Regions from separate parts of the Sus scrofa genome. Here regions 2 and 3 are each linked to region 1. Evidence: chromatin contacts called from public Hi-C and HiChIP or PLAC-seq data. All regions are on one chromosome and are shown on one strand. Each heading gives the region's core, a stretch centred on a gene start, on an enhancer-like site or on the middle of the called end of the contact. The rest is flanking DNA. Distances are from core to core; before and after follow the strand shown. Region 1 overlaps DISP1 (protein dispatched homolog 1). Region 2 overlaps DISP1 (protein dispatched homolog 1). Region 3 holds the start of DISP1 (protein dispatched homolog 1).

What was found. A called contact is a pair of places that touch in the nucleus more often than the background predicts. HiChIP or PLAC-seq counts read pairs in DNA pulled down with a chosen protein or histone mark.
Region 2: an H3K27ac HiChIP or PLAC-seq map of alveolar macrophages shows a contact between it and region 1. The contact joins two enhancer-like sites. A contact is called at or near these places in 2 of 47 Hi-C or Micro-C datasets (embryonic fibroblasts and epiblast stem cells) and 2 of 2 datasets of contacts at active chromatin or transcription factors (alveolar macrophages and skeletal muscle).
Region 3: a Hi-C map of liver shows a contact between it and region 1, with 6 times the contacts expected there. The contact joins the promoter of DISP1 here to the enhancer-like site in region 1. A contact is called at or near these places in 13 of 47 Hi-C or Micro-C datasets (embryonic fibroblasts, fetal heart ventricle, fetal skeletal muscle and 6 more) and 2 of 2 datasets of contacts at active chromatin or transcription factors (alveolar macrophages and skeletal muscle).

The regions. Positions count from the first base shown.
Region 1 is chr10:11,623,158-11,626,180 of Sscrofa11.1, reverse strand. All of the region lies in intron 1 of DISP1 (protein dispatched homolog 1), which reads right to left. Among named protein-coding and RNA genes, the nearest start is that of DISP1, 98 kb to the right of the region's middle. Within about 2 kb of position 1,655, at least 3 of the 83 cell types and tissues checked have an H3K27ac peak or open chromatin away from gene starts, as enhancers often do. A contact at or near this core is called in alveolar macrophages and liver, where this site is marked.
Region 2 is chr10:11,552,883-11,555,956 of Sscrofa11.1, reverse strand. The region is part of intron 1 of DISP1 (protein dispatched homolog 1); the gene reads right to left. Among named protein-coding and RNA genes, the nearest start is that of DISP1, 28 kb to the right of the region's middle. Within about 2 kb of position 1,731, at least 22 of the 83 cell types and tissues checked have an H3K27ac peak or open chromatin away from gene starts, as enhancers often do. A contact at or near this core is called in alveolar macrophages, where this site is marked.
Region 3 is chr10:11,524,964-11,527,872 of Sscrofa11.1, reverse strand. DISP1 (protein dispatched homolog 1) reads right to left here and starts at 1,520. Exons shown (of 8, transcript XM_021064356.1): 1 at 1,457-1,520.

The DNA of each region.
Region 1 (3,023 bases), core at 406-2,905:
TCACAAGAAAAAATTTTTTTTCTGATCCCAACTTCAAAGCCTAAAACTAATATCCCACTGGTGTAATATATTCTGAAAGGCAATTAACTTTGTCTATAGTAATACACACTTATTTCTGGATTCTGGCACTAGTATACTTGAAAGGTTCAACTGTGCATTTGCACAAGTCTCCCTGAAAGAGGTTTTATTTTTAAAAAGTTCCTAAAAAAATTAAAACCTGGTTCCTTTGATCAAAACTAACTTCAAATAGAGGAGCAAGGAATTTTATAACAGCCTGAAGATTTTAATGATTTCCTTCAGATCACCTGGCATCAGAGTCCGCCTGGACCAGTGTGGGTAAGAGAAACATAACAGTATTAGTCATACAAGCAGAACTTACCCATTTTTTGTTTAGTGTTTTTCTAAAAAATAAAGGACTCCCACTTTCAAGTACAAATTTGGGAATAAAACAAGTCATTCCTACTTGGCTCTGGAGTGTACCAATTACACAGAAAGAAGGAGTGTTTGAATCTCAAGTTTCATAAAAGTTATCCCAAAGATGAATGCTAATGAGAGACTCCAACTTTACTTTTCAGCTACTCTTTTACTGAGTGTTTAATGCTAACATCTTGTGACTTTTTAAAGACGAATGAGTTTTTAATAAAAGCAGAGGCAAAAAGAAGGAAGACTACCTAGGGTAAAACTTTGCTAAAGAAGACAGTTCGAGTAGTTTTAATATGCTGTGAACCAACTTCTTTTTCAAATAAGCTCTCTAGCATGGAAGTTCATATCTTGGATAATATGGGTCTCCTAGTAACACCTCTACTCTTAATTGATACATACACGCTAGTATGTTAATATATGACAGCAAATTCTCTTATCCATGAAAAATAAATTTAATCCATTAATTTGCTTGCTTAACTCTTTATATTTTGTAAAATGATTCTCTTTCACTTCTGCCCATTTCATAGCTGAACTTGTTTAAGAGACTACAAGTGACAACCAAGAACCAAGGAGAAGGTGGGGGGGGGCGACCCTTTTCACAACACAGACATAAATCCTCTAAATGTACCAAGTTCTAATCGCTAATTTTCACGTTGTTCTAAAACTCTGAAGTATCGCTGGAAATTTCGAAGCCAAGTTTCATTTGTGTTTTTAGCGTTCCCGATATAAAAATCTAGTCATGCAGGTTGCGAGTCCTGCAAACTGTCTCCTGTCCCAAGACCGCATCCCTGCAGGTGGCAGCTAAACTGCATCCCTGTTCCCACGCCGTCAGGTGTCAATACTCAGACATGAAGGCGCTTCCCTATCACGCTGCCATTTTTCTAGCTCACATTCTTCAGTGAAACCTCAAATAACCAAATAAGTTCAACAAAAGTTTACTGGAGCTTATGAATATAGTGTGGTTGCCTTTTATTTTCGGCTTCCCCATAAGCTCTGAGGATAAACTGAAGTTAAAAGGAACAATCTGATGAACGCAGGAGTCAACCCCCTATAATTAACTTTAAGAAATCCCTTATAGAAAAAGAGCCCAACCTATGAGGAAAGGAAAGCAAACAGGGAGGCAAGAGGGGCGTAAGGGAAGCAGGATGGAAGGCAAAGGGCAAGAGGAGAACGGGAACCAGCCGTGTATGGGAGCGATAAACGGAAGATACAGGGCAAAGAACAGGGAAGAAAAGCTGCTGGGCAGAGACTGCGGGCGGAGGACAGGATACGACACTGATAATGGGTACAAAACTGGGCTCTGGGCTGCCCTCAAACACCCAGGAGCAATCTGGGCTTTTGAAACGATCCATGAGAAGAAAAAAACAAATGAGGAAAACTGCAGCACCACGTGTATCTGGATGTCGCCAAGGTTTCTGACCAAGCACCTTTGTACCCTGTGGTTCTGCTGGAAATTCCCACTTATTTTTTTCCTATAACCCCATAAGAGGCATTTTAACTGTGGACACTCAGGAACTTAATTAAAGCACATTAGTAAGAACTTATGAAAAACAGAGGGAACACGGAACTCCCAGAGACAGGCGTCAGCCTCCTCTGGCCCACAGACGGGGTTCACAGGGCACCAGTCACTGCTGGCACCTGCTACCAGCCTCGTTCCCTCAGTCAAATCCTCTCTCCCGTGTGTTTTAAAGGAAATCAAAATGCATCAGATACTGGTACCTTCCCTTTGAGGAGTTTCTTACCTTCACGCAATCTCATACGTGCAACAAAGTCAGTCCAAATGCTCCCAGCCCTTCGTTGCAAAGACACCTTTGACTCCCAAACAATTCAAACTGGAAACAGTATGGAGCTTTGGTTTAGATCAGACGCTCTCTGACTTTGTGAGACCCTTCCTTTATGCTAATACCTAATCAGCTTTTATTCAGTCTAAGGATCAACTAAGGGACAAAGTGAGAAACAGGTTTAACTGTAAGTTGAAATAACAGAAAGAGATAGAAGCCCTTGGAGTTCCCGCTGTGGCACAGAGGGTTAAGGATCTGACATTCTCTCTGCAGTAGCTCAGGGACTGCTAAGGCATGGGTTTGAGCTCCAGCACAGGGGACTAAAAGGATCTGGCATTGCTGCGGCTGTGGCATAGGTCACGGCTGCGGCTTGGATTCAATCCCTGGCCCAGGAACTTCATATGCTGGGAGTGCGACCAGAAAAAAAAAAAACAAAAACAAAAACAGAGAGAGCGAGAGAGTGAAAGAGAGGGATATGGAGGCTTTCAAATTATAAACTAACTAATCATCAGGAAACAAGAAAACATAACTTGAGAAGATAGAATTTACCGGAAAAAAAAAAAAAAAAAAGGAAAACCCTTAAATCGATTACTCTTAAATCTTAAGGACATGTACATTGCTCATTTATAGAATACAAATCCCAGATTTTGCCTAGAAAAAGCTGGGTCTTTTAAAATGATGCCATCCCACCTCTCTCAACACAGAGGTACCCCCATGCCTACCAGAAGGGTTCCAAAAGCTTCACAGGAACCTGTGGCATCACTCCCTGACATAAATCCTCAGATCCGCCCAAACGATGCTCAAAATGAGTTGAACTTC
Region 2 (3,074 bases), core at 482-2,981, 70 kb after region 1:
CCAATCTATCTAAAACATGTCTAAGGGAGTTCCCGTCATGGCCCAGAGGAAACAAATCTGACTAGGAACCATGAGGTGGTGGGTTTGATTCCTGGCCTTGTTCAGTGGGTCAAGGATCCGGTGTTGCCACGAGCTGTGGTGTAGACCGCAGACGCAGCTCAGATCTGGCATTGCTGTGGCTGTGATGCAGGCCAGCAGCTATAGCTCTGATTCGACTCCTAGCCTGGGAACCTCCATATGCCACGGGTGCGGCCCTAAAAGGACAAAAAAACAAAAAATAAACAAATAAAAATAAAAAATAGAAACAATAAAACATGTCTGAGCCATACCAGGGGGGGACAAAAGGAGAACATGTCAATTATAACAAGCTGTGGATGTTTTTAACAAAAACCTTTAGCTTATTTAAACCAGAAAACAGGCTACAAGAAGGAACACAAGTAAAGCCTCTACCAGCCTTTATGTTTTCTAATGAAATACTTCCTCATCAGAAAATTTTTATAGGAGGTTAAAAAGGAGAGGCATGCGAAGGCATTCCAAAATTCCAGAGAAGGGATTTCCTTGAGAAAATATTACTACATATTAGAACATGCACAAGTGTGCCAGGAAACTGGGAAAAGTATCTCAGCTGTACCGTGCTGGGCTGGCATCATACAGAAACTAACAGCCACACTGGTCTAGAAATGTTAAACACAATTTCTTTTTTTCCATTTGTACAGGGGTAACGCAGTGTATTAAATATGGAAGGTCTTATCTACATGGGTTTGATTACAGAAACTAATAAAGTATTCCCTAAATAATGAAGGAAAAAAAAACAAGTGTGCCAGGAAACCTACTGATTATACCCAGAAGTACTGAGGCAAACTTAAGACTTAGCGAGTGTAACTTGCACTTGGCAGGGAAGGGAAGAAGGCATGAGGGCATTCTTGGCACTGGCCTGCTAAGGGGTACAGATTCTGAGAGGGGCCAGTAAGAAGAGGGTGCACCCAGCACCTCTGAAAAGTACGCTTCCAACAGATTCAGACCTCCGCATCTAGGCTCATGGTCCCCAGAGGAGCCTCGGGCTATCTGAATCAAGAGAAGGAAACTAGATTAGGGCAGGCCCTACCCTGCCGTCATCCTCAACGTGAATCAGGAGTCCTCACCGTGGCTCAGCAGTAACGAACTCGACTAGGATCCATGAGGACATGGGTTTGATCCCTGGCCTCACTCAGTGGGTTAAGGATCCAGTGTTGAATGAGCTGTAGTGTAGGTCACTGACGTGGCTCGGATCCCGTGTGACTGTGGCTGTGGTGTAGGCCGGCGGCTACAGCTCCGATTCGACCCCTAGCCTGGGAACCTCCATATGCCGCAGGTGTGCCCGTAAAAAGCAAAAAAAGAAAAGAAAAGTCAAAAGAAATTGACTAACTTGCCCAATTACATACAGCCACATGTAACAGAGCTAGGATATGAGTCAATAGTTTGCTTTCAGGAGAACTAATTTGAAGGATATATTTAACTTACAAAAAATAATCACAGGAGCATGTCTTTAAAAATGCGTCCTAACTACCACCTATCAGCATGAGAACACTATTTACAGCCCTAAGAACCATAGGAAGGGCAGCATTTGGAAAGTACGCCCCCTGGAGGGCAAGTCGGCTCGGGCCTCGCCACGTGGCCGGGACAGACTATCTCTAGAGAGGCCGGGTGGTCCACGGCCGGACCCAGACCAAACTCCTTTTCTGAATTCTCCATTCAACTGCTAAGCCTACCTCTGCCTCGCTTCTACCCAAACCTTCTTCTCCTCAGCATGTGTGTCCTCAGGATGCCCAGCTGCCAGCTGCCCCCTTCATCGCAGGCAGGCAGCCAACGGGGAGGGAAGCCCCCGCCCCCTGCGGCCTCCCCGCCTCACTTTAGGGACCAGCCTGCAAAGGGGGGGCTTCTCTCTGCAGCCACAGACCAGGCACTAGGCTCTGCCACACCTTTTCCTTCTGGCTGGAGAAGGAACAAGCAAACTTCGGAGGAAGTGGGGAAATTGAAAATAAATGGTACAAAGTGCTTCAACTCAGAAACAGAGAACATGAAATAAACACGGTTCTGTAGAAAGGCTGGCACAACATGGTACAATGAACAAGGCCCTGCCGTCAGAGCTGTCACCACCTCAGGACTCGAGCCTTAACTCTGCAGGTACTTGTGACAGACACACTGCCTGCCTCCCAAGGCTCCCATCGACCGATGACACGTCCCATTCACACAGCTCTTCCGAACTTTCTAAAATCCTCTCTTGGCGTCTCATTTAAACCTCACTGCCAACAACCTGCAGCAGAAGTAACTAGCCCTCCCTTTAGTAAAGAGAAACAGAGTAAGACAAACAACGTGTTTTGCACAGAGTGACACAAACAGGAAGAGGAAAAGCCAAGAATCGGGCCCAGGGCCTCAGGCTCCAATTCTACTTCCTGAACAGTCTCTGGGGCGAGCTCTGGTTTCTGTCAAGTGAATTTAGAGCCCGATTCACAACATCTGAAATGAAATGAATGCCTCATAATTCACACATCACATCGTAGTTTCTCACAGTCACGGCAAAGCAGTGGTCAGGTGAGAAACGTGGTCAACAAAGGCCCACAGTGGTGAAGACCGAGGCACAGCAGCGGGCCTGGCCTTTCCTACCCCCGTCGCCTTGGGCCCAGCCCTCCTGCCCCGCTACCAGTCCCGCCCAGTAGTCTAAATACGTCCCTAAATCATCCAACAGAGTCAGAGATCAAAGGTAGTTTACGGTCAGAAAAAGCAGGGTACAAGAGGGTAGCTACGGGCTCTCCAAATAGTAAATACTGTCAACCCAGAGCCCATGAAGCGTCCTTGAACAAAAGACGCTCACCGACGGCCCTGCGACAGCCGAGAACCCTAGCGCTCCAGCGAAGGCCTGTTCTCAGACAGGGATCTACTCCACTCCCAGTCTGTGACAGGCTGTGAAAGCCGAGATTCTGCTACTCAGCATGCTTTCCAAACTCACTTTCCTGATGAAGAAAACAGCAGTGACAAAACAAATAAACACCCATCTACCTTGTTTTTGTGAAAACGATTCCCCACTCCCTGTGGTA
Region 3 (2,909 bases), core at 271-2,770, 98 kb after region 1:
ATCTACCTAAAGCTAAAGGAGTCTTTGCAATTTCACAGAAGTGAGACACTATATGATGTAGATTAGAAAGTACATATTAATTGCCATCAATTAAACATTAATAAAACGTAGCAAATAAAGTTACTAATTACCTTTGACAATGATAAAAGCAAGCCTACATACTACATGATGTCCAATAAGGAAAACAAAATGCGCTAATGTATATATAACAACAGATCGTGGATTATCAATACTTTTTAAAAAACTGTCAAGGGCAAATATATATGTCCTCCTTATAGCAGAAATAAAAAATAACAGTAAATCCAAAATTACTAGTAACTGGTTGCACCCTAATCTAAAATTGCCCTCAAATACTAAACACAATAGGGTAACTTTTGGTAAAAATGTATCAGAAAGTCAGGCAGAAAAACAACGATCTGCAACTGCAAACGTGACGTCACTGATTTGCCATGTAATTATCACTGTAATTCCAAACGCATTTAGAAGTTCATTCCATGACAAAGAAAATAAGACAACCTAAACTCTGCAGGGCAGAGAAGATTCCAAAAAGAAAACTTTGCATGGCTTACTTGTATGAAGACAACTTTAAAGCACGATCTTGTTGACAAAGAAATGTAGCCTAAGTTGGACCTGGGTGAGAAAGAGTTCAAGTTTTCCCTGGGCATGTAACATTTTTCCCCGAAATCCGCACGGGTAAAAAATGAATAAATAATTTGTAAAACGCTCCCTTAAAGAGCCAGCATCAATTGCAAATGAAGCAAGACGAGTTCAGCATCCAAGAGGTGACTAGTCGTCTTTCGGATGCGTTAGGTCAGGACGTCCTTCTCCTCTAGGACCCTCGGAGAAGGACCCTCCCCTCCAGCCTCCCCTAGAAGCCGGCCTCGCAGACAACCTGCCAAGTCCCGGACACTCCCCAAGCGGGACCGCCTTCCTTCGAGATGCATCCCGCCCGGTGTCACCCGCCGCCCCCTCCCCTCCGGGGCCTCTTCGGCCTCAGGGTCCCGGGTGCCTCCCACCCCAGCCCCCTGCGGCTGCCCTCTGGGCTCCCCGGCCCCCGATCCTGGTCCCCTGCCTCAAACCTTGGGGTCCCGAGTCTCCCTCTGCCCGCGCGGGGAGTCCCGACTCTCCCGTGCCTACCCGGTCTCCCCGTCCCGCGGCGCGGGGCTGCGGCGGCGCCGAAAAGCATCCACCGCGAAGACCAGTGCCTGAGACTCTCCGGCTCCGATCCGGACCGGGAGCCGGCTTCCGCCTCGCACCGGAAGGCATTGGCGAGGGACCGGAAGTCCCGCCCCTCCCGCCGCCGGCCGGTGGGGCGCTGGGCTGTCGGCGCTGGAGCGCAGGGAGGGTTGGGGCCAGGGGGCTCGCAGGCAACCGGGCGGGAGCAGAAGGACTTCGAAGGGGCGGGTTTCCAGGTGTCCTTCTGCTGCTTCCCTTTTCAGCGGATCAGCCAACCTACCTGCAGCCGCTTGACCAGGGGTTTGCTCTGCTCCCAAGCCCTAGAGGGTCAGGATGACTCAGACACTGACCCTTGCCCTCGCAATCTAGTTGAGAGTTGACATAAATATAAACAGAGGTTAATCACAGCACAAGGCGGTATTGCTTCATACCTTAATCCAAATTTTTATCACCTGCTGTATATCATTCAGGAAACAACTAGGCTGTAAAGAGAAGAACGCCCCTATCTTACGGAGCTAGGGAGGCAATGAATCAGGCAGAGAGTAAATCAAACAGCGACCTGTCCCTTGGAAAGCATAGGCTAAGGACAGATATAGGGGCAAACAAGTGCAATGAAATCATCCAGCATTACAGGAACTATGGCCCTGCTGAAGGCAGTGGTGGGGTGTAGGGAGCTGGGCTGAGAAGAGACTCCAGAGATAATGGCTCTTCAGCTGAGACTGAATAAATGATGAATAAGAATTAAAGGTCAGATAAGGTGGGGAAGTGCAGGCAGAGGAGAAGGATGCCAGACAGTGGGAGTTTGGCTTGATCAGAGAGGGGGAGGAGGGTACAGTTAATTTAGCAAGGTCTGAGATCGCAGAGACAAGAGGAAGCTAGGAGAGGAGGCAAAGCCGGATCAGGAAGACTGTTGTGCATTATGCTAAGGAATTTGAACTTTAGACTCCATGCAGCAGGGAATCAATGCCTATCTCTAGGGCAACTGATGAAACACTGAGTTACGAGGTTGAAAAGGATGACTGACCTATTCACCAAAGAAAAGTAAGAACTTGAAAGATCATGGCTAGAACATTTTACTTGTGAGGGTGCATTCTCAACTGCCATGCTGAGATGTTAAGACAGTGGTTAGCTGCAGCAGCTATATAAAGTCAGGACCACTAGGGCCTGGACCCTTCAGGTTGCCGGTTGGGCACATCACCCCAACCGAGTTGCAAGCTGAAGCCACAGGGAACCATGGAATGAATGAAGACTGCATTCCCACTAGACTAATGAGGCTGTTTGCTGCCTCTATTTCCTTGCTTGCTAATACTGCCTAATAAATATCCTCTTGCACACCCAGCCCCATTTTTCCATTTTAAAAAGAAATGATACAAAAATTGTTCCTTCATTTCTTTTGCTTTTGCCAACAACAAACTATGTTGCACTACATGGAGGGAGGATGACAGTAAAAGGAAAGGAAGAATGGACATCACGTAGAAAGTCTATACTTAGAGGGCACAATGTCACCTCTGGACATGGCTTTTGGCTTTCTCCCAATGGGAAGGTTAGAAGTCCATTTGTGGTGCTACATGAAATAACCCAATCATGTAGCAGGTGTGTCTTTGAAAGAATGAGAATGTATACGTGTGGTGTGAGGTATGTGGGGTTTGTGTGGGTGAGGATGTGTGTTTCTCCTCAATAAAAATTTGCCTCCCTGGTTTGGCAATTGAAATAGACACACAGTTCTACTCCTA